Linked DNA regions of Mus musculus: all the other regions are linked to region 6. A link is a contact called in public Hi-C and targeted proximity ligation data. All regions are on one chromosome and are shown on one strand. The core of a region is the stretch at or near the end of the contact, and the rest is flanking DNA. Distances in the headings are between cores, read along the strand shown. Region 1 holds the start of Tjp2 (tight junction protein 2). Region 2 overlaps Tjp2 (tight junction protein 2). Region 3 holds the start of Foxd4 (forkhead box D4). Region 4 holds the start of Pgm5 (phosphoglucomutase 5). Region 5 holds the start of Dock8 (dedicator of cytokinesis 8). Region 6 holds the start of Pip5k1b (phosphatidylinositol-4-phosphate 5-kinase, type 1 beta). Region 7 overlaps Fxn (frataxin).

The links. Hi-C and Micro-C count contacts between places; a contact is called where the count stands out from the background.
Region 1: a contact with region 6 is called in a targeted proximity ligation map of pancreatic cancer cells. A contact is called at or near these places in 1 of 39 promoter capture datasets (cranial neural crest), 1 of 484 Hi-C or Micro-C datasets (embryonic stem cells) and 4 of 130 datasets of targeted methods (embryonic stem cells and pancreatic cancer cells).
Region 2: a contact with region 6 is called in a Hi-C map of extraembryonic endoderm stem cells, with 2.1 times the contacts expected there. A contact is called at or near these places in 7 of 484 Hi-C or Micro-C datasets (B cells, LSK cells, cerebellum and 3 more) and 2 of 130 datasets of targeted methods (embryonic stem cells and pancreatic cancer cells).
Region 3: a contact with region 6 is called in a targeted proximity ligation map of embryonic stem cells, with 6 times the contacts expected there. A contact is called at or near these places in 15 of 39 promoter capture datasets (the 3T3-L1 cell line, the HPC-7 cell line, cranial neural crest and 9 more), 3 of 484 Hi-C or Micro-C datasets (bone marrow-derived macrophages, embryonic stem cells and palatal mesenchyme), 13 of 130 datasets of targeted methods (bone marrow-derived macrophages, embryonic basal ganglia, embryonic forebrain and 9 more) and 2 of 9 other capture datasets (embryonic stem cells and liver).
Region 4: a Hi-C map of cardiomyocytes shows a contact between it and region 6, with 1.9 times the contacts expected there. A contact is called at or near these places in 6 of 39 promoter capture datasets (cranial neural crest, frontonasal cranial neural crest, hippocampal neurons and 3 more), 23 of 484 Hi-C or Micro-C datasets (the AML12 cell line, bone marrow-derived macrophages, cardiomyocytes and 14 more), 22 of 130 datasets of targeted methods (bone marrow-derived macrophages, craniofacial prominence, differentiating embryonic stem cells and 13 more) and 2 of 9 other capture datasets (adipose tissue and embryonic stem cells).
Region 5: a targeted proximity ligation map of pancreatic cancer cells shows a contact between it and region 6. A contact is called at or near these places in 1 of 39 promoter capture datasets (pre-B cells), 2 of 484 Hi-C or Micro-C datasets (LSK cells and embryonic stem cells) and 1 of 130 datasets of targeted methods (pancreatic cancer cells).
Region 7: a targeted proximity ligation map of pancreatic cancer cells shows a contact between it and region 6. A contact is called at or near these places in 4 of 39 promoter capture datasets (fetal liver, hematopoietic stem and progenitor cells, neural stem cells and 1 more), 4 of 484 Hi-C or Micro-C datasets (CD8 T cells, the G1E-ER4 cell line, LSK cells and 1 more), 14 of 130 datasets of targeted methods (embryonic basal ganglia, embryonic forebrain, embryonic hindbrain and 8 more) and 2 of 9 other capture datasets (adipose tissue and liver).

Annotation. Positions count from the first base shown.
Region 1 is chr19:24,223,660-24,227,332 of GRCm38.p6, forward strand. Tjp2 (tight junction protein 2) reads right to left here and starts at 1,367. Exons shown (of 24, transcript NM_001376368.1): 1 at 1,192-1,367.
Region 2 is chr19:24,164,398-24,168,169 of GRCm38.p6, forward strand. All of the region lies in intron 2 of Tjp2 (tight junction protein 2), which reads right to left. Among named protein-coding and RNA genes, the nearest start is that of Tjp2, 59 kb to the right of the region's middle.
Region 3 is chr19:24,899,217-24,902,737 of GRCm38.p6, forward strand. Foxd4 (forkhead box D4) reads right to left here and starts at 1,800. Exons shown (of 1, transcript NM_008022.3): 1 at 1-1,800. The coding sequence starts at 1,618. The coding sequence ends at 284.
Region 4 is chr19:24,860,385-24,863,804 of GRCm38.p6, forward strand. It overlaps Pgm5 (phosphoglucomutase 5), which reads right to left and starts at 1,458. Exons shown (of 11, transcript NM_175013.2): 1 at 1,145-1,458. The coding sequence starts at 1,405.
Region 5 is chr19:24,997,891-25,001,249 of GRCm38.p6, forward strand. It overlaps Dock8 (dedicator of cytokinesis 8), which reads left to right and starts at 1,639. Exons shown (of 48, transcript NM_028785.3): 1 at 1,639-1,813. The coding sequence starts at 1,761.
Region 6 is chr19:24,553,824-24,557,346 of GRCm38.p6, forward strand. It overlaps Pip5k1b (phosphatidylinositol-4-phosphate 5-kinase, type 1 beta), which reads right to left and starts at 2,049. Exons shown (of 15, transcript NM_008846.3): 1 at 1,942-2,049. It overlaps Gm50341 (predicted gene, 50341), which reads left to right and starts at 2,509. Exons shown (of 2, transcript NR_169181.1): 1 at 2,509-2,561; 2 at 3,185-3,523.
Region 7 is chr19:24,264,448-24,268,029 of GRCm38.p6, forward strand. Fxn (frataxin) reads right to left here. Exons shown (of 5, transcript NM_008044.3): 4 at 2,855-2,952. Among named protein-coding and RNA genes, the nearest start is that of Fxn, 14 kb to the right of the region's middle.

The DNA of each region.
Region 1 (3,673 bases), core at 117-2,616, 330 kb before region 6:
CACATTTCAAGGCCAGAAACAAAAAAACCTGCAGCCTTATATGTTAGCCAAATATCTTCAAATCTCAATAAAGAGCCAATGGCTCTGGGGGCGGAGTGGGTAGGTCCAGTGTGGCTGTACTGTCTGTCCCCATTTTTAAAATAGCATTCAGATTTAAGGCTGAGTAGGAGTCCGACGTGATTCATTCCTTAGCTGGGCACCGCCACTTTTCTTGGGCCAAAGGTTCCCAAAGGTCAAAGTGCAAATAGATCCCAGGGCTAACAGGTCTAGGGTGCGGCCTGAAACCTGGGTTTTCAAGAGGCCCCCAGGCAATGTCCCAGAATCCCTCTCTCCTTACCAGGAAACTGGTCTTTCAAATGAACTAGGAAAGTCGGGAAACTTTTAGAGGCCAGAGGAGCCTCTGAACAGAACCCGCACACCTGCGGACCTGGGAAGGCGCGGTGGACAACTCAGAGACAGTAGCTCAGAAACCCTCTCGCACACTGCAGCAGCCTGGAAAACACCCTTTTCAAGCTCGGAGAATGCTTGGCATTCGGTGGCCTTTTTCCAACATAAAAATCTCCAACTCGGCTTTGACTGAGAGTCCCATAGAAAAGCCACGGAAAGCAGCCCTGGAGAGCTGACAACGCCCTGTGTTGACAACTCGGCTCGTCCTTTATAAAAGAGTCGAAAGACCCCAAATATATATATACACACACACACAAAGTCGAATTAAATGTTTCACAAAGCGACGGGACTGTTTTCCTGTCGGCGGCGGGGGAGGGGGCAGACTCATGGTCACCAGGATCGCCCCCACCTGCACACAGACACCAGCTTTCCCTCGCTCCGCGCCCGTTCAGGTCACCCACCCCTTAGATACCATCGCTGCCAACAGAAACCCAAAGGCCCTCTGAATCTAGCAGAAGAGACGCTCTGCGGGAGCGAAACAATGTCCCCGCCTGGAAGGACAAGGAGGAGCCAGGCACCTGTAGCAGCGGCGTAAACTCAGATCCCGGGTGACCCTAAGTCAACCCCGGTGATGCGAGGCTGCCCAAGGGTGGGAGATGGAAGTACGCACGCAAAAAGCAGTGCTCAAGAAATCACATCCCAAACCCCACGGGGACAACCGGCGTTCACGCACGCTGCCCCGCGGCGAGCCAAGGCTCCAGAGCAATCTTGTACCCCGGGAGGGACAGAGCCGCAGGTACTCGCCTGGAGAAGGGGGGCGGCGGCAGCCAGCAGAGTCAGCGCGCAGAAAGCGACGGTCCCAGGCGTCGGGCGGCGCAGCGCGGGCAGCGCCTGTCCGGAGGCGGAGTGCCGCGGGCTGCCGCAGCAGGCGGGAGCCAGTGACCTCCGCCACCGGCCGTTCCTGGGTATTGTTGTGACTCAACCTATTTCCTGTTTGGAGGGCTAGAAGAAAGGGGGACAAGTGCCTATCTAGAGTGTGTGTGGTTAGGGGGAGGGTAGATGGGCGGTGGCCATCACCTGCTTCCTCCAGACCCGGAAAAAAAAAAAAAAAGTAGCTCGCGCCACTTTGGGTCGTCCTGTTGGCGGAGGGGGAGGCCTCACCGGCGCCACCCAGCGGTGGGGCAGGGATTGAGCGACGCTTCCGCCTCTTTTCTCAGCAAAACCCCCAAGCTTCGGCTCAAGAGTATAAACATTCGCAGGGTTTATCTAATTCGTGCCCAGATCTGCTTTCAGTCTTTCCGCAGGTGCTGGCGAGGAAAGGTCAGTCACCCCTCAGAAACCACGGGAAGGGTGTTTGTGGGTCACTGTATGTATACGGTAGGGGAGTGGAACGGGTTGATTTTTGTTTGGGGAAGAAGAGAAACGGGTAATGGTATCGGTGAAAGATAAGTTTTAAGATCAATTTCAATCCCCCTCCCCCTCCAACCTCCCTGGTTCTCTGGCTCTGAGGCTCCAATCCGGAAATACCGGTTCCTCTCGGGGGACAATAGGTGAGGGCGGAGCACTAAGCCCAGAGCCTGCTTAGTCACACCGCGGGGAAGGAGGAATGTGCCTAGTGCCCAAGGCTGCACCCGGGGCGCAAGTTCGCCTTCCATTTAACCTAGTCTGGTTAAAAAATCCTAGGAAGAAAAAAAGAAAAGAAAAGAAAAAGAAAAAAAAAAAAATAAAAAGAAAAGCTGGATAGTGGTAGCGTATGCCTTTAATCCCAGCCCTTGGGAGGCATAGGTAGACGGATTTCTGAGTTCGAGGCCAGCCTGATCTACAGAGTGAGTTCGAGGATAGCCAGGCTACACAGAGAAACCCTGTCTCAGGGGGGAAAAAAAATCCTAAGAAGATTCCAGGGTACAGGATAAAAGTTGTGGTGATGGCGAGATGGATAGTGGTGATAGTTGTGCGGTGTGAATGCTCGCACTTGCCCACTGCGTTGCAATTTTAAGTATTTTAGTTTGCTTTTTTAAAAATCCTGTAAAGGATGCTGAGGTTCTATTCCAGGCAACTTCGCGCACGAGCGCCCTCTCCTCCCCACAAAACCCTTTCGCCAGGAGTAACTATGTCAACTGAGACACTCTCTCAAGGAAAAAAAAAAAAGAACAAAAACAACAACAACAAAAACAAAACCCCAACAAGAGAAACCAGGAGTGGTAGCACAGATTTGTAATCCCAGAGCTGGGGAGACAGATCCTTGGATTTACCAGCCCCCGAAAAATGAAAGACCCGGTCTTATAAACCAACATGGACAGATCCTGAGGAACAGGTGTTATCAGACCTGCCAATACACACACACACACACACACACACACACACACACACACACGCCCCAGGCAAAGGAAGATCAAACCTGAAGGCTCAGGCTTTAAGAAAGTATCACTTTAAGAAAAATGAGCACAAGCAAACTGTTAAGCAAATAAAAGCATACCAATTGTGCCTCCATTTACTAAGAAAGGAAAAACACCTACCCATGAATTTGCTTTTTCTTTTTTTGAGTTGAGGTCTTAGTTACTATGGCCCTAATGGCCCTTCCATGCAATCCTGCTGGTTCCAATTTTGGGGTAATCCTCCTGCCTCAGCCTCCCAAGTACTGGAATAATGGGGTGAACACTGCTGTTGTGTTTTTAAAAAAGAGAGAGAGACAGAGAGAGAGAAAGAACTTGGAATATGTTTGTAGGGTGAGGTACGGTGAAGGGGTGACTCTGGGCCCATGCTGAGGCATCCCAACCCCCTGAGGTACCAGCCATATGACAGATATAGCATGGAATAGAGTTTATTTAGAGCATGAGGAGTCGAGAGAGTAGAGACAGAGAGAGAGAGAGAGATAAAGAGAGCGAGAAGAGGAGCAGAGGCCAGCCATTAACATGTGGAGAAAGAGGGGGAGAGGAATGGGGAGAGAAGGGACAGAGAGGGAAGAGGAGAAGAAGAGAGTGAGGAGGGGACAAGCAGCCCCTTTTATAGTAAGTCAGGCACACCTGGCTATTGCCAGGTAACTGTGGGGCAGAGTTAAAAAACTACCATGTCCAGTTGTGTGTGTGTGTGTGTGTGTGTGTGTGTGTGTGTGTGTGTGTGTGTGTGTGTGTGTGCATTTTAAATTATTTATGGGGGGCCTGGAGAGATGGCTCAGCGGTTAAGAGCACTGACTGCTTTTCCGAAGGTCCTGAGTTCAAATCCCAGCAACCACATGGTGGCTCACAGCCATCTATAATGAGATCTGACTCCCTCTTGTGGAGTGTCT
Region 2 (3,772 bases), core at 969-3,468, 390 kb before region 6:
AGGGGACGCCACCCTCCCCCGGGACGCCACCCTCCCCCACAAGCAGCTTTGCCTGGAAAAGGTGGAGAAAAGAATGAAAATGGATTCTCAAGAAGCCCTCCAAGAAAGCTGGAGTGGGGCTGGAGGGAGGAAGGCTTACTGCTCTTTAGAGGACCCTCCTTCCGTTCCCAGGAGCCACAGCAGGCGGCTCACAACTGCTTAGAACTCCAGTCCAGGGGGTGATTCAGAGTGCTTCCTCTTCTGCTGAATTCAGTTCCCAGCACCCCATCAGGGGGCTCACAATTGCCTGTAAGCCCAGCTCCAGGGAATCTGACAACAGGCCTCCAGGGATATGTGGGTGCACACATACACATTAAAAATAAACCGGGGGCTGGTGAGATGGCTCAGCAGGTAAGAGCACCCGACTGCTCTTCCAAAGGTCCTGAGTTCAAATCCCAGCAACCACATGGTGGCTCACAACCATCCGTAATGAGATCTGACGCCCTCTTCTGGAGTGTCTGAAGACAGCTACAGTGTACTTACATATAATAAATAAATAAATCTTTAAAAAAAATAATAAACCAAACTTATTTTTAAATAATAAGGGTTGGAAAGACTCCCCAGTGGATAAGAGCACTTGCTGCTCTTACAGAGAACCTGGGTTCATTTTCTAGGACCCACGGGGCAGCTCACAACTGAAGGGACTCTAGCTACCTTGAGTTGGCCAGCATGACTCTAGCAGACCTGGCCCTTCTCCTCCATTCCCTCTGCCTCGCTTAAAAACAACAACAAAAACAAACAAACAAACACACCAAACTGCTATCCATTCCAAAGGCTAACCCCCCATGGTCTATTTCCTTATTGCTAATTCCTATTCCAGAAACTGACTACCAAGGTCCAGCTGTAAAGTCTAGCAATCAAAAGCTCCCTTCAGGCACCTAATTAACATGCACAATTAAAATTAAACACTTCATCTCAGCACAGGGTTTCCCATTTCACCTTTATAAACCATCATTTGCCTGTCCCCTCTCCATCCAGAGGCAGCCCTTTATCCCATTCCAAGACAAATAACCCTCTTCTTTCTTTTCTCTCCGTTCTCCCTCTTCCTCTGGCTCCTGTCTCATCCCTTAACCCTGACCTCTGTCCCTCCAGAGCAAATACATCTCCTTTGTGCTAAGCGCACATTTTTCCTTTTAACAAGTCTGTGTCTATAAACTGGGCATGGTGGTGCACATCTTTAATCCCAGTCAGGAGGATCTCACCTAGTCTACATAGTGAGCTCCAGGACACACAGCCAGACCTAATATACAGATGGAGGAAAAAGGAAGTCTCTAGCTCCGGCTCCAGGGATGTGAGATTCTTGTCTGGCCTCTGAGAGTATAAGGCGCAAACAACCACCGAGTACACAGACATACAAGACGGCAAAACACCATACATATAGAGAAAAAAATAATTCCAGAAAAAAATTAAAATAAAATCTGGAAAAGGGAGGAGAAGACAGTCGCTACTGGCTTGAGGGAAGAGAACCCTGTGGCTCTGGCTAGTACATTATTCAAGCTGCAACTTAATAACAGATCTTTCCATTGCTCTGTGAGCTAAGCAACTACCAGGCTCCCTGGGACCTTTGCCGTTAAACAGTATGTCTTTTTAAAAACGTCTTTCTGAAAGAATCCAATGGATGCCTTTTTAAAAGAAAAAAAATAAGAAAATAACACACACATATAGCTGAAAGAGCAAGTAATTTGGAATATCTTGCTCCAAACTCCTTAGAATGTTCTCTAAGCTTTACACTCGAGCACTGAGAGCCCCCAGGAAGTTAGGGGCCACAGATGACTTTATTAGCCATCTAAACTAAGCAGAGCTGAGGTCTGCAACTCACATAAAGTGGCCAGTTAATTAGCGCTGCAGTTTCTGCTGCTTCTGGGCCTAAGTTCTGCAACACAGTAACAATTTTAATGGAGACCAACCTGAGCTAAACACAGCCCCATCTCAACAACAGCACACTGAGAGGTCCAGAAGCAATTCTACACTTTTTTTGGTTAAGACTTTTTAGTTCATCCAACTATCATCCATTCGCTACAGAAATATGAGGAATTCTCTCAATTAAGTTCGCCACTAGTCTGAGTCATGCTAGCTCATGCCTTCCCAAATCGAGTCAATCTGATAAGTACACAGTGACTTCGTCTGATGCCCTGCCCCGAGAGCCCTTGTGCCTACCACTCTGACTCACACAAGGGCAGGGCTCACAGCTAATGGGAAGTGACTGGCGGTATGCAGTGGCCGGAGGAAACAGGGGCAGGTGTACACCAGCCAATCCCACACAGCCGAGCAGCTGACTCCTCACTGAAGAGGGCTAAAGAGGAAGAAGCCTGCTCCTCGGTCGGAAACTGAGCTCACCAGGAAGTCCTTTAGTTTTGCTAAGAACCTCCCTCACTAATCTCATCGATTCTACTCCGCTGAATCCTCCGGAGACTGAGAGTGGCCGGTGACGTGAAGGTGTTGTCTCCGAGCTACAGGGATGACTCTCCTGGGTGAAACCCCACCCACCCAGGTTCTCAGGTGCGCCTGCTATCCTTGTAAGGCAAAAAGAAGAAACTGAACTTGAGCCAAGTGGGTAGGATCAGCTCTCAGATCATGTAAACAAATTGCTATAGTCGGACATTAAAGCAATGAGGCCGGCTGACAAATTTCTTTTTCCTTCCTCCTGAGAACAAAGGCCCTAGAAGCTCCAAGCCCTAGAAGGAACAAATACTACTAGAAAGCATTAGACCTTAAAAACTTTTGGTCCTGCAGGGGAGCTCCTTAGGCAGGGAGGTAAACACACACACACACACACACACCCCTGCGGGGAAGACGACTCTCAAGCAAAAAGACCTGCTTGGAAGACATTTCTGCCACCTGAAGCTGCAAAGGACCCTCCAATCTGCTGAGCTGCCTGCAGGCTGTCCAGTGTGGTCCAGGTTCCCAGCCTTTGTGAGCTGTCACCCATGCCGGGGTGAACTTTGGCGATAAGAGTTATTCTGGGGTGATCTGTGCTCATCCATATGGGATCATTTCTATTCCTGAATTCAGATTCCTGTAGGGAACCCCAATAAAACTCACTGGGTCGCCAAGCTGGACTTTGGTGGTATCCTTACCACTAAAAATTGGGTGTATCATGGGTTCCCAATCTGGGATTGAGTGTTTTGTCCACCCCGTAAAATAAAAAATTAAGTCACACAACACCTGGCTCGCCTTACCTTCAACTCAAGGAACTAAAGTTTCTCTATCACGATCCACGTTTTCCTTTGTTAGGATGGCAAAAATGTAACTGGACTTTGAGACTGGTGTACAGTCTAAAAACTTACCACCAAAAAAAGCTACAAACCTGGTCTGGACAGGTGTCTCAGCAGTTAAAAGCACTAGCTGTTCTTGCCAAGGACCAGGGTTTGATTCCCAGAACTTCATTCTCTGCTCACAATCACCTGTCAGCCCAGACCCAGAGGATCTGCCAAGCCTCTTCTGGCCTCCAAGGGACAACAGGTACCCATTGTTGTGCAATATAAGTGCAGGCATATAATAAAATAATTTTAACTCTAATAAGTACCTGGCACAGCAGGTACTTAGGATATTCCAGGCCCTGGGTTCCACCCACAGCTTCCTGAAGCAACAAAGGGGACGGGAGGTGTTCATTCAGAGATGTGTCAAGATTACATTTTCCCCATTACTATATTTACTCCTCACACAGAACAGGAGGAGGAGGAGAAACATAAAAGCCACACCCATCAAAGTCTAGTCAGGCTAAAACATTAGT
Region 3 (3,521 bases), core at 550-3,049, 350 kb after region 6:
AGGTCCTCGGGAAGTATGTAAGTCGGGAAAACCGTGGAAGCCACAACCGAAGCGGACAAGACCAAGCAAGACTTGTAGATCCAGGATTTTCCCACTTTTGTGTTGTCAAGCGAGCAGAACACATTTGTAACAATTTGGAAGGACTTAGTGCGCACTCCGCTGCTGGCTTTCTACGCACAAGCCTAGCAGGCGGGTGGTGCAAACCTAGAAAGTGGTTCCATTTTGCCACTTGGCTCCAGGTGTGCCAAGGCGACCCAGCCTGGAGGCTGGGCCTGGGTGCTGCTTAAAATTCGGGCAAGGTCCCCTCTCGGCCCGAAAGAGCGGCCAGGGTTGTCAGCCTACCGTCGTCAGCTGCAGGCTGTTGCCTCAGCAGCGCCGCAACGGCGGACAGGTGCTGGCCTAACCGCACGCCTTTACCGGGAGCGCAGCTAATGGCACAGTGATGCTGTTCTTGCTGCAGCGGCAGCGGCGGTTGCGGCTGCTGAGGCAATATTGTCCGGGAACCTGCGGACATGTGAAACAAAGGGGAAGCGGCCTGGGGGTGCAGCAGGCACGGTGGATGTTGCAGCAGGTGGCAGTAGCTCCACGGAGCAAAGGACGGACTCTGCGCAGACCCAGTTCCTCCTCCTGTAACCCCCTGCATGATGCTCTCGATGGTGAACGAAGCGCACCCGCGTCCGGACCGAGTTCCAGAGCTCTGGTCTCTCTCCCAAGGCTGGGAACCCAGTACGGGCTGCAGCGCGGGAATGGCTAAGGGGGTGGCGGGGTCCGCGCCTTCCGCTTTTCTAGGGTTGTCGCCATAGGCCGGGGCCGCGAGCAGCAGGTAGCGCATGGGATGCGGATGCAGCGGGGCGCACGGGTGACTCCGAGGCGGGGCAGCGGGATGAGCTGCGAGGTTAGGCTGTGGTGGGGCAGAGTAGCGGAGCAGGAGGCTGGGCTGGGAGACGTGCAGGGTGGCGGGCACAGCGGGTGGAGGGAAAGGGCAGTGCGGGTGGCCTCCCGAGGGCGGGTGGTGGCGCTTGAAGCGCTTCCTGCGCCGGAGGAAGCTGCCGTTGTCGAACATGTCCTGGGAGGCGGGGTCCAGGCTCCAATAGTTGCCCTTGCCCGGGTGGCCCGGCTCGCGAGGGATCTTGACGAAGCAGTCGTTGAGCGACAGGTTGTGGCGGATGCTGTTCTGCCAGGCGGGGAACTTACGGCGGTAATAGGGGAAGCGGCCGCTGATGAAGGCGCAGATACCGCTGAGCGTCAGGCGCTTGTGCGGGCTCTGCAGGATGGCCATGGTGATGAGCGCGATGTAGGAGTACGGGGGTTTGGCGGGCTGCGGGCCGTCGGCTGTGGTGGTCGCCGGGGTCCGTGGTGCTCGGAACTTGCGGAGGAACCCGGAGGAGTTACTCAGATCGCCGCAGTCCCCCGCGCTCCTCCCTGCAAGAGTGCGGGCTCCGGGCCTCTGCAGGGATCGCTCCAGGCACTTATGGCTCTCCTCCTCGTCATCCTCTTCTTCCGTCTGATCTCCATCTTCCTCCTCTGCCAGCACGTCGATCTCCACCTCATCCTGGTCGGAACTTAGAGGACTGGGCGGTGGAGTGGAACGAAGGTGCCCAGCTCTTGCTGAGTTCATGGAGGATAGGAGGGAAGAGGGAGAGGAGGGGACGGACGTGGGGGCAGCTCACCTGGTTTGGGATGGGTGAGTTAGCAAGGATGAGTCTGCTGGGAAACTGGAGCGCTCCTAGGTTAGGCTTCCTTGTTCTTTTCTGCTTTTTCTTTCTAACACCCTTTGGCAAGGAGCACTTGGTGTTTTAAGTTTCTCTGAGAAGTGCGCAGCTATATATCCTTCTTTGCCGTTCCTCGGGCTGGAGCCACGTCCTCCTGACGCGGTCCAATGATGGGGGGTCCTTGGTCCCTCCTCTTCACAACCATCCACTACGGAGGATGGTTTAATCAGCCAAAGTGCTCTGACATTGTGCGGGCTCTGTTGATGTTTCTCTAAAGCTGCACAAATAAAAATCAAGAGGGAAAACATGATACACAACGACGATGTGGGACCACGTCGACATTTAGACCTTCCCAGTACTGACTTTGGCGAGTAATGAGATGTATCTCAAACAGAATGGCACACTGACTTAAAGCTATATGCCCCCATTCCAGAGAAATGGCTCCTTCCCTCCTCGTAAACTTCACCAAATAATCCCGTGACTCGATTTCCCTAAAAACTAAAGCATCCTAGCATAAACTGTGGAAGTTCAGTGTGGACTTTAAAAGGAAAAAAAAAAAAAGTATTTTCTTAGTCTCTTTTCCTCCAGCTTCTTTTACTATTTAGCCAGCGGAGCAAAGGTGCAAATTATTTTTTCACGTTCAGACAGGGATGCCTAGAAGAGGCTTCAGAAAGCAACACACTAGCACCACAGAGGCAACTGGTATCTTCATCTTCTTTTCCTTCGTTGTCTTTACCAACTACATTGATTTCACTACACAAATACTGTTTCCCCCAAAGTAATTTTATAAAGAAAGGAATGCCCTCACTATATGAGTGCATCTACCTGCTTGGCTTTGTCCCCTACCCCTCCCCCCAACCCGAACATCCATCCAGAAACACAAGTGCTTTACTGTGGTAATAACAATAAATCGAGGAAGGGCGGGGTTGCAGTGTCCCTGACACTAGATAGTCCAGAGGTCCATGGTAAGGCATCCACACTGCAGAGCAGGACAGGGACCCCAGGACTTGCTTGAAGGCTTTGGAGTACCTAAGCTTTTAGATTGGTTTCATGTGAGTTAGCCCAGCAGCTAAAGTAACAATATGGTAGAGTATGTCTGTTACATAAATAGGGATTGCATAGCAAAATACAAAGTACATATTGGGGGAATTGGGAAGGTGAAATCTAAAAAGATGCACTAGGAAAGGATGAAAGTTGTGCCACCTTCAACGTTTATGTTTGTGATTGTGACCTTTATTGAGAAATCAGAAACTGACTACCAAAAATAGCTCATCGCCTTTGGGATTAAAGTAGTTTAAAGAAGTTAGCATCTTTTGGAGAGCAGCTCCCTTGCCAGCCTTTGAGTTAAGCTGCATTGCTCTGTGGAGGGTTTTACCCTCCAAGGCTCTCTATTGTGTGCAGCTTGAGGTAGGACAAACAACAGATCTGAGCCTCACAGATTTGTGTTTAAATCCAAAATTGACCAATGACTATTTGTGTGATTTTAAACTGCAGGAGGGCCGGCAGGTGTCTCATTCAATCTGCTGGCCCCAGATGCTGCCCTCACCCCCTGCTGGAGAGACTCGGTTCCCCTTTTCTGATTATCTGTGTGAGAGAGAGTATTGTTGGTTTTCCTAAAGTCAACTGCTAGGGGGATTTGGGTTATTTACAAATGAAAGGGTGTAAGAATGTGCTCAAAAACAAAACAAACCCCCCACATTCTGGGGCTAATCTCAAAGGTGACTCAGGAGCCAACTAAAGATCTCCCTGTGGCCAACGCTGGGGCAAACCGAACAGTCAACTTAGCTGGTTATAACTCAATGTCTAAAA
Region 4 (3,420 bases), core at 208-2,707, 310 kb after region 6:
GAACATGAAGCATAGACGGCCCTAATGAAGAAACACTAAGGAGAAATGAAAACAGAGAGAGAGGGGTGGAATGGCCAGAATCCACAGGACAGGTAATTATCTGCTTTCACTTTTAAAGATGGACATCGGCAAGAGATTGCACTCAGGTAAAGTTTCATGGGTGTGGATCTGATCGCGTTCACCAGGCTCAAATGACTTTTGGAAACTTCCTACAGATAATTCAGAGACCCACCCCCCCCTAAAGTTTGCTAGTCACAAGTTTGGGTAACTAGATTTGGGGCTAAGCAGGGGTGGGGAGAGCAGGATGGATTTACCATTTAAGGGGGTGCTTCTGTCTGTAGGGTAGGGAAGAGGGAGCAGACAGAAAGAAACTCAAAGTCTAAGAATCAAGGTTGCAGAAAAAAACTGCAGAGGTCTTAGAAGGGAGAGAGAATGAGGATGCAGATGGGAAGGAAGAGGACCGGCTGGTCAATGCTGAAGGCATCTTGGAGGGGCGATAGGAATTGCGTTAAGAATGCTGCTGCGAGTCTCACTTACATCCTTTAGAGACCTCCTGGGAACTGAGAGCCAAGGTTGCAAAGCCCCCAAAATCATCCAAACCATTCCTGTCCCAATCAAAGTCACCACTAAAGGACCACTGGGCTAGAGTGAAGTGTTGGGGCCCAGTCTTGACAAATAGCACATGGTTCAATACTGGAGTGTGCCCACGCAGATAATTGTTAAAATTTGGCAGCTATGATTTGGAGAGAGAGGATTACGGCAATAATAATAATAATAATAATAATAATAATAATAATAATAATAATAATAAATAGAATAAAAGAATACCGGAGTGAGATTATATTGGCAGACTCGAAAAAAGTCTGTGTAGGGAGGTGGGCAATAAATCGCTTGGAGGAATACGGGACACCCAAGGCTGTGATGGAGTGGAAAATGGATGCAGAACGAATACAGCAGAAAGTACAACAGGTGCCGGAGAAGCCTAAGTTTCCAGCCCAGGGGCTTTGAGAAGAGCAGCTCCTCTAAGGCCAGTGTCCCACTGTGCCTAGTGGCTGCCAGTGCGCCCGGGTGGGAAGCTGGAAAGAGCACAGGGAGGTGACCAGGGTGTGGAGACCCCGCAAACCGGGGCGTGAGAGTCACTCACCCCATTGGCCGCAGCCATCTGCACCACGATCTCAGTAGCCGTCCTGCTGAAGTACCTGCCGTCGCTGCCCACCACCATGGTGCAACCCTGACGGTCGCGCAGGTCGATGGACGACAGCACACTCTGGATGAAGTTGGGCAGGTAGTTGCGCTGGCCCTCGAAGAGCCCTGTGGGCCGTCGCAGCCCGCCGCCACCGGTCGGCCGCTGGTCCTCATAGGGCGCCGTGGGCACCGTCAGCACTGGGATGGGGCTCCCCTCCATGGCGCCGCTGGCCGGTCCTGCCGCGGCTGCGGGAGCCTCGGGGATCTGCCGCCCTCCCGGGCCCCCGCGGTCTGGCCTTGCTCCCGGCTCCGCCTTGCGCCCTCCCCGCCCCTCTCCACCCTCCCGTCGCTACTCTCGGATTGTCCCCCTCAACGTCCCAGAGTGGAGTCTGCCTCCACCTTCAGATAGTTTTCTGCAGCCCAGCTCTTTTCCAGAGGATCGCCCAGCTGTCCTCAATTCCTTTCCCCAGCTCGCCTGACTTTGGGAGTGTCTCAAAGCCAAGCTCTAGGACCAGCTCCTGTGTCCCCAGCCACACCACACTCTTGAGTCCAGTGCCCCGACTCAGCCTTCCAGCTCCTCCAGAGGCCCACTCTCCACTAGAAGACAGCCTGGCACTGGAGTCTGAGCTAGCCAGGGGCCTAGCCCACAGCCCTCTCTCCCCACACCCTGAGTCTGCTTAGCTCAAGTGCAAGTTTCTCTCCCTAGTAAGGACAGAGAGGGAGGTGGGAGGGGGCTAAAACCTTTTGCCATCAGAGAACAGCCCTAGCCAAAAATAACCCTGGAAAGGAGAGCTGAGAATTGTTAGGCTCTGCCAGAGGTGAAACTGAAGGCTGGGCAGTGAGTGTGTGTGTGAGTGTGTGTGTGTGTGTGTGTGTGTGTGTGTGTGTGTACACTCAGCAGGAACATTTGTTGTGCAGAATCATACCCTGTCGGCCCCTTTAGTCCACAGGACCTACCCCAGCATCTACATTTGTAGCATCTCTCCAGGTGGGAGTTTTGTTTTGTTTTGTTTTGTTTTGTTTTGTTTTCATTGTTGTTGTAACTGCAACAAACACATACTTTCTTATTCTTTTCCTGCTTGTCCTTCCTACACATCTGCTTAGAAATCGGCTTCCCTCACACTGCATCTGTCCACGCTACCGAACTCTGGATAAAATACTTTCGGTAGGCGATTAAAACGCACTTAATGTCCACCAGGAATGAATGAACGAAGCCAACTGAAACAAAGGTGAGGTGCCACCTACTGTGCTTGGCCCCCTTGCCTGAAGCCTTTCTTTCTGATCCTCCTCAAATCCAAAACCAGGAAAATCTTCATATAGAGAGGAGTGAAAAGGGAGGGAATTAAAGGGGGGGGTGGGGACTGAGCTCGGCACACGGCTGTGAACCCAACCATCTACAGTGTGTGGAGAGACAGAGGACAAAGCAGAGAAAGCTTCGCAGGAGGTGTGGGACTAGAGTAATTCCCAAGATTCAATGCAATGGGAAAGGAGGGAAAGGGAGGCAGGCCAGCTTCATAAGCACCAAGGCTGGCACGTCCTTCATCCCCCGTCCTAGGTGGGCAGAGATAAGAACCCAGTCCTAGTCTCCAGGCTGGATGCTCCTGTGCTGAGCTCAGCTTCTTTACAAGGTGAGTCAAGAGAAATGGGGTGCTCTCTGACCTAGGGATGCCTCTCTGCCTTCTCTGAGTCACTAGCACCACCCCGAAGTCTTGGTGTGAAACAGGAGCACCTGTGTTGCCTTTCTTCTTCAGTATCTCCTTGCTGCTGAGACAGCACCAACCACCATCTTTACACCAAGCATACGCCAAACTCAGCAAGACCTGTGTTTCCCCAGTGAGATCCTGGGATAAAGCAACTGTTGAAAGCCGTCATCCCCATTCCATTCTTATAGGACCATAGAGCACGTTCGTGCATTGAAGACCTTGGAGGCTCTGCGGTAAAGAGCCTGCTTCAACTTCACTCTGGCATTCCAACTCTTATTTAACCTTGGGGTCCTTATCTGAGACACCAATGAACACAGATCAAAGAGTGTTCCACAGGTTGCTTTATGTCTCAGGGCCACGTCCAATGACGTCATTCTGTCTTCTCTTTTGAACCATTAACATATTAATCTTATCCATATTCCAATTAGGAACTTATCAGATTATAGGAAAGGCAGCAGGTCGAGCTGACAGAATCTAGGTGTGTTTCTGCATGCTTATAACCCCAGCCCGAGGCAGGAGGATCAGGAAGCAG
Region 5 (3,359 bases), core at 389-2,888, 440 kb after region 6:
AATGGGTTACTTATTGTTCACAGAATGAAGATACACACACACACACAATTATTCTTTTAATATTTTTCTATCCAAGTATTTCCCCATAAATCCCATTGTAGTAAATATCTTTAGGAGACCTTTGGAAGTTAGAAACAACAGATATATATTTTTAAGCCTTCTAGAAAATTGACCCTGGGAATGAATCCAGGCCCTTGAGAATGTTAGGCCTTGCAGTTGCTTTGTAGCACAGGCAGACCTTGAATTTGTGATCCTCTTTCTTGCCTCAGCTTTCTGAGTAGTGGAGATTACAGGTTTGGATTACAAGGAATAGTTGGCCTCGTTTATTAAAGTCGTGTTTTCTGTCGGTCTGTACTTAGAGTCTCTGTATTGTTATGTTGTACACATTGTCTTTTATGTTTAAAGGCATTGGTATGAGGGAGGGGGAGAGTTACCTAACCAGCTCTGAAGGTTTGCTCAACTACCTACCCAGAAGCAGAGGAAGAAGGCTGCCAAGAATAAATAGCATATGGTCGGCCAGTATTTTAGTATTAGGTTACAAATTAAGTTGTAGTGGACCAGTGTTGTTCAGTAAGAACTCAATGTGCCAGCAAATGTGAGCTAAGGAAGTAATTTTTACATCTTCTTAATGGGAGCCACATTTTAATACAGGGAAAAACAAACAGGTGAAATTATCTTTAATAATATGTTTCTTAACTTAACAGCTTCCAAAGGATTGTTTTTAACATGCAATCAATACAAAAATTAAGACATTTTGCCTTATTTTTTTTCTGTACTGTCTTGGAAACCCAGTGTGTATTTATTTTCCAACCCATCTCACTTTAGACTAACCAAAAATTCAAGTGGCCAACGGCCACATGTGGCTTGTGGCTTCCATATCTAGACTCTGCAGCTTTGAGCCAAAAATATAGCCCTTTCGTGTTTCCGAAGGCAAGTTGACAAGTGGAAACACACGGAGTTCATACAACACAACTTGGACCAAATATATTACTTGAAATAGGCACAGTCTTTTCCACGCTCATCCTTTGGGGATTATTTTTATTTTTATTTCTCCAGATTTCTCCTTTGTGGTCTGGTCAGGTTTCTCCATGTAAAACAGAACTCTGTTGAGATACCGGTCAATCTCAATGCTGTGTATTCCCTCAGGTTCTAAAATGAAAAGTCATATAGCTCCTAATATTTACTCGTGGGATGCAGCCATTATAATAAAGTGTCCCATGAATGACAGTGCGCCTTCGGCTGGGAAAAAGTCGACTGATGTCCTAAGAGGCTGCCTTAAAAAGAAATGTTCCCAGGAATGGCGTCAATCCACCGGGTGGCCCCTCCAGACCCCGCTGGCTGCTTCTGGATCCAGCGCTCACTGCCCCAGTCGCCCTCCGGCTCCGGCCGCCGGCGTTTCCGGCCAGCTCTCGCGGTCCGCGCTCCGCAGCCACCGTGCCCGTCGGTCCCGGGTCAGCGGCGGGGGAAACGCGCGCCTGCGGCCGGCGACTCTGAGTATCCGGAGCGCGGCTCGGCGCGGCGTCCACGCCCTCGCCAAGCGCTCGGTGCGTGCCAGGCCGGGCGGCGCCGCGGGCGGCGGAGGGAGCAGAGCCCTCCCCCCGGGAGCTGCGCGGCCAAGGTGGAAATGCGGAAGTTTCCGCGGCGCGGCTGACAGATGAGGCTGGCGCCGGGCGCGCCGGGCTCTGCAGCGGCTGTGCGTTCGGGTCCCGTCCCCCCGCAGCCCCGCGAGCCCCGAAGCCGTGGAACCGCGCGCGCGCGCCATGGCCACGCTGCCGAGCGCCGAGCGCCGCGCCTTCGCGCTCAAGATCAACAGGTAAGACGGCGCGGTTCCTGGCCAGTCCGCGGCGGGGCGCGCCGGTCCCCGTGGCGACTCATTCTCGTCCTCTTGTCACCCGCGCTGCTGTCCGGACCAGCGTCTTGCGCCACCTCCCCAACCCGGCGTGGCTCCCGCCGCCCTCGCTGTTCTGAGACAGGTGGCCCGACCCGGAGCGCGGGGTCGCGCGCCCGAACTTGGCTTAACAAATTGCGCCTTCCTTCCAGTCGGGAGACAGCGGAAAGAAGCTAAGTGGCTGAAAATCAGCCCTGCTTTGAAGCAGATCGGTCCGTGGTCCAGGGTTAGGGCTCTTTCAACCCCCTCTTTCCAAAAAACATCTTGGCTTTGGATGGCAGCGCTATTTTTATACCTTGGTCCAAAAGGAGCCAACCATGAAGTGGAAAAAATGATTTTAAAAAAATTCCTCCTTTAAATAAGCGAAAGGGAATGAGCTGTAGCTGACGTTTAAAGATTTCTAGCACTCTAGAAAAGTGAAGAACACAGGGATTTCCAATTTATAAACAGAGCTGCACACGCCACATCTCTGTGAGTTGACTACTCATAAAGTTCTCGGTAGACTCAAGCGGCGGCGTTTCCTCCACTGAAAACTGCTGACAAGTATTCAAGGGGGCATTTTTGCCTTGACCTGGGAAATCTAGACTGCCTGGCTAAAAGATAATGTGGAAGGGCAGCGCTCTGGAGGACTTCCAGGGTTGGTGTTTTTTTCTTGTTCTTGTTTGTTTGTTTTTGCATGTGGGACGCTGGCCCACAGTAATTCATCTTTGGGCTGCTAGTGAGTGAAGCTGGAGTCACTAGGAATCACCATCCTTGAATAGTGAGCGGTAAGGACCACAGAGGGCCAGTGGAGTTTCCCTGTGCAGTTGTGAGCAAGACCTTTCACTTCCTTCACTATTTCATCTGTCCAATTAGTTTAATTATTAATGTGGACTGTATACAAATGCTAAAGGGTAACTATATCATAATTCAGTCTTCCTATCGGAGCCTTTCCCCTCATCAGGCTGTCCTGGCTGCAGTGGGGCCGTAGGGGCATAGGAAGTTTTGATGGCTGTCATCATTGCCTTCCCCGCTTCTCCTCTCTTTGTCCCTGTCATGAGAAAGAAAAAAAGCCAGGAAACAAGGAACAAGGGCAGGAAGCTGTTAGGGATTCAGGAGGGGTGAGACTGATCTGAAGTGACTGTCTGGGACCTAATGCAAGCCTGGAGACGCTCTTGCAAGGAGCTTCGGGGTTGGTATAACCCAAGGGTGGAGGATTAAAGTCCTTAGCCAGAAGTGGTGGACTTACCCATCATCCCAGCCCTCAGGAGGCTGAGACAAGACAATCACAAGCTGGATGCCAGTCTAGGCTGCATACAGAGACCTTGCAACAAGGAAACAAAACAGAAGCAACCACCCAAGCAAAACAGTGTTAGGAAAACCAAGAGCCAGGCTACATTCAAATTTCCTTACAAAGTTTTGCTGCAAACTAAGTATATCCCATTGGGCATACACATTTTATATTTTTCTCATGTTTGGTCTCCTCCCTCCT
Region 6 (3,523 bases), core at 799-3,298:
CTCACTGAACAGAGTGACCTCATCTAATCAGAAGTGGGACAATGACAGAAAACACAAAGCAACAAACTGTCAGGCGATTAGATGAACTCTCCCTCTTGGACCATCCACTCAGGGTTCGAGAAGTGATGTAAAACTCTCATGATGGCCTGACCCCCGAGTTTCCCCACATCTGCAAAATGTGAGCATCAAATCACAAGGAGGTCGAACTGACCACTGTGAGGAGACGACAAATCTAGCCATTAAAGAAAAGAAGACTTCACTAGTACAGGGCTGGCTCTGAATGAGGGACAGCAAGGCTGGCTTTAACTGGAAGGACCGATTGTCACTGTGATAAACCCCAGAATCCGAGTCCCCCATGCCTCCTCTAAACCTATGATAAGCATCTTCACCACACCTCCCTCAGAAGTGGTTGAAATAAGATGAGCATACTGAAAAGCAATTAAAAATTGCAAGACACTGATGCAAATATTAGGTGGGTTTTTTTTCCCCCCCAGTCCCTCCAGTTTTCTTAGTTTGGATAAAAATGTAATATGGCTTTATCTGTAAGCACTGTTCAACTTTCCTGCCCAAGGATGGCTGCACTTCCCATGCATCCTGGGGGGGGGGGGTCCTCCACCTTTGTACACAGAACCCAGCATTTTCTTCAGCTTAGAGATCGCACAGGACACTTAAGGCTCAACCTTGAACTTGGTTGGGTAAGTTTTTGTTTTTGTTTTTCTGTTTTGCCTTTCAGTGGGCAGCCCTCTGACAGAAGCTTCCATGAACCCCCATCACACTGGAGTCTAAGGAAAACCAATCCTTGGACTTTGATCTACTCCAACGACTGCAAAAACACTACAGCCTCTACACAGAACAAGAGGGAAGTCTCCCGGAAGAGAGGTGAAAGGGGCCCTTTACAGCTAAGTTCAAGAGAACAGCCTCGGACTACTTCTTAGATCAGATTAATCAGGTCTCAGTCCTTATGGACCATTCATTTTACAGGGGGACCTCTACCAGGCTGAGAATGCCATCAAGGGGCAGAGCCAGGGCAGAGGCGGGGGTGGGGGGGGTGGGGGGGATGGCTACTTGAGAGTCAGCATGCGCTTCCTTTACATAGCATCATAGTAAATAGCAGATCCTGTTCAAAGTCCTGACTTCAGTAGACATGAAGAACAAATTCACTGACTACCCAAACAACTTCTCTGGAACAGGTTTCTACCCAAGCGTGCTGTGCACAGCAGACAGCCGGCTTGAGAGGGTGGGGGTAAGAAATGAGAACATGCTCATCTGCATAGATGAGAGATAAGCAGACGTTTGTTGTCTTCGGTTCTGACGACTCCTGGCACCAGAGTGGCAAGTCCAACTCCAGCGCTCTCCCCATCCCCCCCGCCACCCCCCACCCCCGCCCCAGATGTTGAATCGTCACATTGACAGGGCCATTGAAGACAGGGGACTGTAAAAGTCGGCGGCTGTTTTCAGGCTGGAACTGTAGTTCACCTGTTCCACCCGGCGCCAGAGCCAGAAATCAAGCAGAACGCCACTCGTGGAAGCCCCTCTGTACATCCCGGGGGGCGCCTAACAAGTTCGCTGCTGTTTAGAAGCAGGGGAGAATGACGGAGACACCTCTCCTGCTGCAACAAAACTCAGCAGGTTCCCCAGAAACGAGGGAGGGGTCTCTGACTTAAGTGAGCCCGAGGGATCACTGGGTGTCACTGCGGCCCTAGGGATCAGGGTAGCGAGGCGGTCGGTGCCCACGGGGACTGCGCAGCTGTGGCCCCCGAGGAGCGAAGGTCCTGGTTTGACGACCACGGGCGCCCCCTCCATGTCACCCCCAGCACAACTTGGACAGGCAAAGTGGAAAGGTGGAGAGCAGGTCAGGTCCCAGCAGAGACACACAGAGCCTCAGGCGCGGCGGCAAGGGAGGGTGTAGGCAGGGTTGCCGGGGACGCGCAGGAAACTTACCTCCTTCGGCCGGCGTGCTGGAGCCTTGGCGGCCGAGACCAGTTGCGCCACCGCGGGCAAGTTGTCGGGATGTCGTGGGTTCTCCGGTGGCTGCAGCGGGCGGCGGGCGGCGGGCGGGGCGGAGCCGGAGCAGCGCCGGGGGGTGGGGTGGGGGGGCGGGCAGGTGCCGGGCCCTGCCGCGGGGCCACACTGGGCTCGGACGCGCGGCGACGGGGACGCGCGGCTGCGAGTGTGCAATGCGCGCGCGCCGCGGCCGGTGTGCGTGTCCCCGCGTTCCCCTTCCTTCCCGCCGCTCCTCTGGTCGGCAGAACGGCAAGCGGACCACTAGGACCAGACAGCGCCGGGTGGCGCGGCGAGGCGAGATCGGGGGATGGAGGCCGAGGAGTGGCGGTGCCCCGCAGCCACGGGCCCCCGCACGGCGCGCCGGAGTCCGAGCGGGGCGGGCAGCGAGCAGGCTGCACGGCGGCCGCGACTCCGGGAGGCTGCAGGCCCCGCCCGCCGGCCGCCCAGGCTCTTCCCCTTTTCTCTCCACCCTCTGCTCTGTCCCGCACGCCCTGCAAGGAAGCCAGACCGGTTTGCAGCAGCAGAGCAGCCCGCAGTCGGACCTAACGCTCTAGTCGGTGCGTGGGAGATTGTGCGCCCGGGCCACTGTGCAGCCAGGACTCAGAGCAGGGGTGAAGCGGCTCCCTGAGATTAGCGGGATCCTCCAAAGCTCCAGAGCTTCTGGGAGCTTCTCAGAGTCTCGAAGCCTCACTGCTGTGGACTGTGTTGGGGTAGGGCGTGCCGCTGCCAGTGTCCCTGGCCACCAGTCGGGCAATGCCAGACTTGACTCCTCTTCCTTGAGGAGCCAGCACTTAAGCAAGCAGAGCCCTCCCCTATACCCCCTTTATCAGGAAGGGACGCGCAAAGGTTCTGAGACCACACTTGTCTCCCTTCTAAGGATAGCAGGTGCTCTCAAGAAGGACGATCTATCCAACAGGTTAGGGATGGGCTAGTGAGGGGTCCCGCGCCATTGAGCTACAATGGGGGCGCGCCTGCTGGAGCCACTTGGAATCTCACTAGGTTAGTTTAGCTTCGAAGAGGGTAGGGGCTAGATCTAAGGATCCGTTTGGAGTTGTGCTGTTCTGAACGCTAAAATTAAATTTATCTAACAGGCACAGGAAGAGAGCGACTCCCTCCCAGTTGGGTCGAAGCAAGTGGTACAGTTCAGCTTTATCACTTCCTTCCACTTTCCCCTCCTCAGACAAAACAAAACACTTGTGGGAAAGAAAACTTGCGTTCTGTCAGAGGAAGACCAGCATTTGATGACCCTTGCTTGAGGACACTCCCTTGAGGCTCTACAAAGAGCACCTGCAGGCAGTTTTGAAATCTTTTAACAACCCCACCCCCAACCCCAACTCGAGTGAATTTGTGGTGGTTTAGTATCACCCTGGAATGAAGCATAAAAATTCCTTTATAACAAAAAATGCATTGTTCTTAAAGTTTTATTCACGTAAAGCTGACAAATCAAATAGATGTGTATTGTTAGGGACGGTATCTCCAGTGTTCTTCCAGGTGTGTGTGGCCGCTACTAGCGATTTAA
Region 7 (3,582 bases), core at 609-3,108, 290 kb before region 6:
GAGAGTTCACCACTGAGAACACTCGAGGGAACTTTCGAAGAACCCCACACTAGAAGAGTGGGGACACAGCTTAGCAGCACAGTGCTTGAGCGGTCCCAGCGTGGTGACCGCATTGTTAGATCTCCAGCATCACAAAACCATGAGGAGACTGAGGTGTGGTGGGAAGGCAGGGTAGAGGGAAGAGATGGGAAGTATCTTGTGTAGGTATAGATACACGAGGGCTTTTAATACTGCCAATCAAATGCTGGACATACAGAGAAAAGGGCAAATGGACAGGCAGGGCTTCCGTTACAAGAGCAGAAACCTCTCTGAACACAAAGTACCCCGGTCACATGAAAGCAAAACAAAACCAGGAGAAACCAAAGAATGTTCTTTGATCCTGCACCACAGCCCTGCTCTCAGGTAGAGTTGGAACAACTCAAGACCCCTCCACATTGTCCAGGGTTCTGCGCCCAGATTCTGGGGCCCAGGCGTCCCCCACATTCTATGGCAAGGGGGCCAGGAAATTCTGTCTCCACAGGACCTCAAAGGTTTTCTTCTGAAATAAGAAGTTATAATCATGGCCCTGTGAAAGACAGTCTGGATAAATATGATATTACTTCCGGGGTGATGGAGAGAGGGCTCAGTGGTTAAGGACGCTTGCTGCTCTTCCGCAGGACTGGTTTGATGTCTTTCACTACCCTGGGCTGCTTACAACTGCTTGTGACTACAGCTCCAGAAGATCTGGCTCCCTCTGCTGGCTACTGTAGGTATGGACACTCAACCACATCCATATCCACACCCACAGACATATAAAGGCCCGTCCCCCTTTATGACGTAATTGTGATGAAGCGGGGTTACTTATGAGACGCCCCCCCAAGCCTCTCATATACATTAGTTTTTAAAACAGATAATCTGGTTTTTAAATTAACTGCTTTTATGTTGTTTTGATATATGAGTGCTCTGTCTGCAAGTATACCTGCAGACCAGAGGAGGGCATCAGATCCCTTTATAGATGGTCGTGGGCCACCATGTGGTTGCTGGGGATTGACCTCAGGACCTTTGGAAGTGCAGTCAGCGCTCTTAACCACTCAGCCATCTCTCTAGCACCTAAAATTACAGGTTTTAAATGTATTTGTTTTATATGCATTGGTGTTTTGTTTGCATATTTATCTGTGTGAGGGTGTCAGATCTCCTGGACCTGGAATTACAGATAGTTGTGAGGTGCTATGTGGGTGCTGGGAATTGAACCTGGGTCCTCTGGAAGAGGAGTTGGTGAGTGCTCTTAACCACTGAGCCATCTCTCCAGCTCCAATTACGGGTTTAAAAAGAGTTTCCTTGGAGTTTCTTGTAAGTGACTACCCTGACACGGATGCCAGGATTTGAACTCTAGCCCTTGTGCTGGAGCAGAAGGGCTCTTAAGCCATCTCTCCAGCCTGAGTGGTAACCATTTTGTTTGCTGTGTGTTTGTTGTGGTGGTATTCCAACCCAGGGCCTTCTCTCACATGCTAGGCAAGTTCTTTGCCACTGAGCCACACCTTGGCACCTTTTAAAAACTGCCAATACCATTAGGCTTCCAAAGAATTCCACACTGCTTCTAGCTGAGATTTCCCACGGCTCCTTCAAAATGTCTCCTTCAGTACTGCTGTTGAGCCTCAGGGAGGTTAGTGTGAAGGCTCCCTGTGGGCATCGCTAGGCTGTTCCCAGACCACTGAGGCAGCAGCTGTATACTTATCAGTAAGTCCTTAGTTCTGAGACAGGGTCTGACTGCAGTGCATCCTGCTGCTCCTTCAACTGCAGGCATTGCCACGGGGCAGGCAGGCATGAGGCTGGGGGCCCTGGGGCTGCTGATAAAAATCACCGTCCCGTCCCGTTGTGACAGAGTCAGAGCCCAGCTCTGCCAGCAGAGTTACAGAGACCTTCAAAGTAGGCCAGGAGTTAAAGTTTAACTTACTTTGAGGACAAAGTGCAAGTTTTCTCAGATACTACAATATAAAAAATTCCTCCCTCTTTCTCCTTCCTACCTTTCCATTTTGGAAACTGAATCCAGGGCTTATAGATTACTGGATAAGCACTCTCCCACTGAGATATGCCCTCAGCCTTCAAAGTAGCTTTTTTTTTTTTTAAAGATCTATTTATTTATTGTATGTATGTGAGTACACTATCGCTCTCTTCAGACAGACCAGAAGAGGGCATCAGATCCCATCAGAGATGGTTGTGAGCCACTAAGTAGCTGCTGGGAAATGAACTCAGGATTTCTAGAGCAAACTGAGCCATCTCTCTAGTTCCCTCAAAGTAGCTTTTTAATGAATGAATGAATGAATGAATGATTATTATTTTTAATCGCAGGTATGTGCCACTGTACCTAACAAAAGTGGCTTATGGATAGCCCTGGCTATCCTGGAACGCACTATATGGACCAGATTTGCTTATTTGCTTTTGCTATAGGGTCTTACATGATAGCTCAGACTAGCCTTTGAACTGGCTATGTAGCCAAGGCAGGCCTTGAATTCTTGCCTCTACTTCTTGAGTGCTGGGACTATAGCTATGTTAAGACTGTGTCTGGCAAAAGTATCATTTTCAAAGGCAAGCCAGTGGTTTTTCTCTTCTGGGGAATGATATACTGGAGAAAACCAGTCTGGGCCAGGCTCTGAACAGTTCCTTCTGCTTCAGGTCTTGTCAACATCCTGATGCCTGAGTTGCATAGCAACCCGGGTATCAATGAGGAGAAGGGTTCAACTACAAGCCAGCCTCCCTGCCGAGGCAGACAGCCGTAAAGTCACGGCAAAGCCAGTGACTGACTCCCTCTCAAACGGTCCCCAACACCGCATTCCAGATGAGTTTACCCCTTATGGATTTTGACTTCTGAACATACCTGGAAGGAGAAGACAGCCAGATTTGCTTGTTTGGGGTCTGCTTGTTGATCACGTAGGTCCCTAGATCCCCGCCCAGCTTAATGGTGAGCACGCCATCCTAGGGGGTCAGGTGGCAGGAAGTGTGAAAAAATAGATTAGTTAGTACTGTGATACACACACACACACACACACACACACGTAAATATATAAACATAAATAAAAATAAAATACGTTTCTGACCCATTCTGACCCTGAGAGTAATGTTTTTACCATACAAGCTCCTATGTTTGGATACACAAACACACACACACACAAACACACACACACACACACACGTATGCACATACACACTCGCGTTCATATACATGCTCATATCTCAATGCCTTTCATGTATCCAAGGATATAACAGACACCATTAAGAAAAGGGGGCTGGGGATACAGCCCACTGGCAGTGTGTTCTGGCTTTGGGAAACCCCATGTTCAATTCTTGGCACCAAAACCAAACAAACTTTAATGCTCAAAAACAGGAGCTTGTATGGTAAGAACGTTACTCTTAGGGTCAGAGGTTTGTTTTACGTTTATTTATGCACGTGTTTCTGTTCACGTGTATGTGCATGAATGCCCTTAGAGGCCAGAGACACACAGGACAGCTGCAGGGCCGGAGTTACAGGCATCTATAAGCCACCTGATGTGATATGGCTGCTGGGATCCAGGCTCTGGTTCTCATGATAAAGTAGCAAGCGTTTAA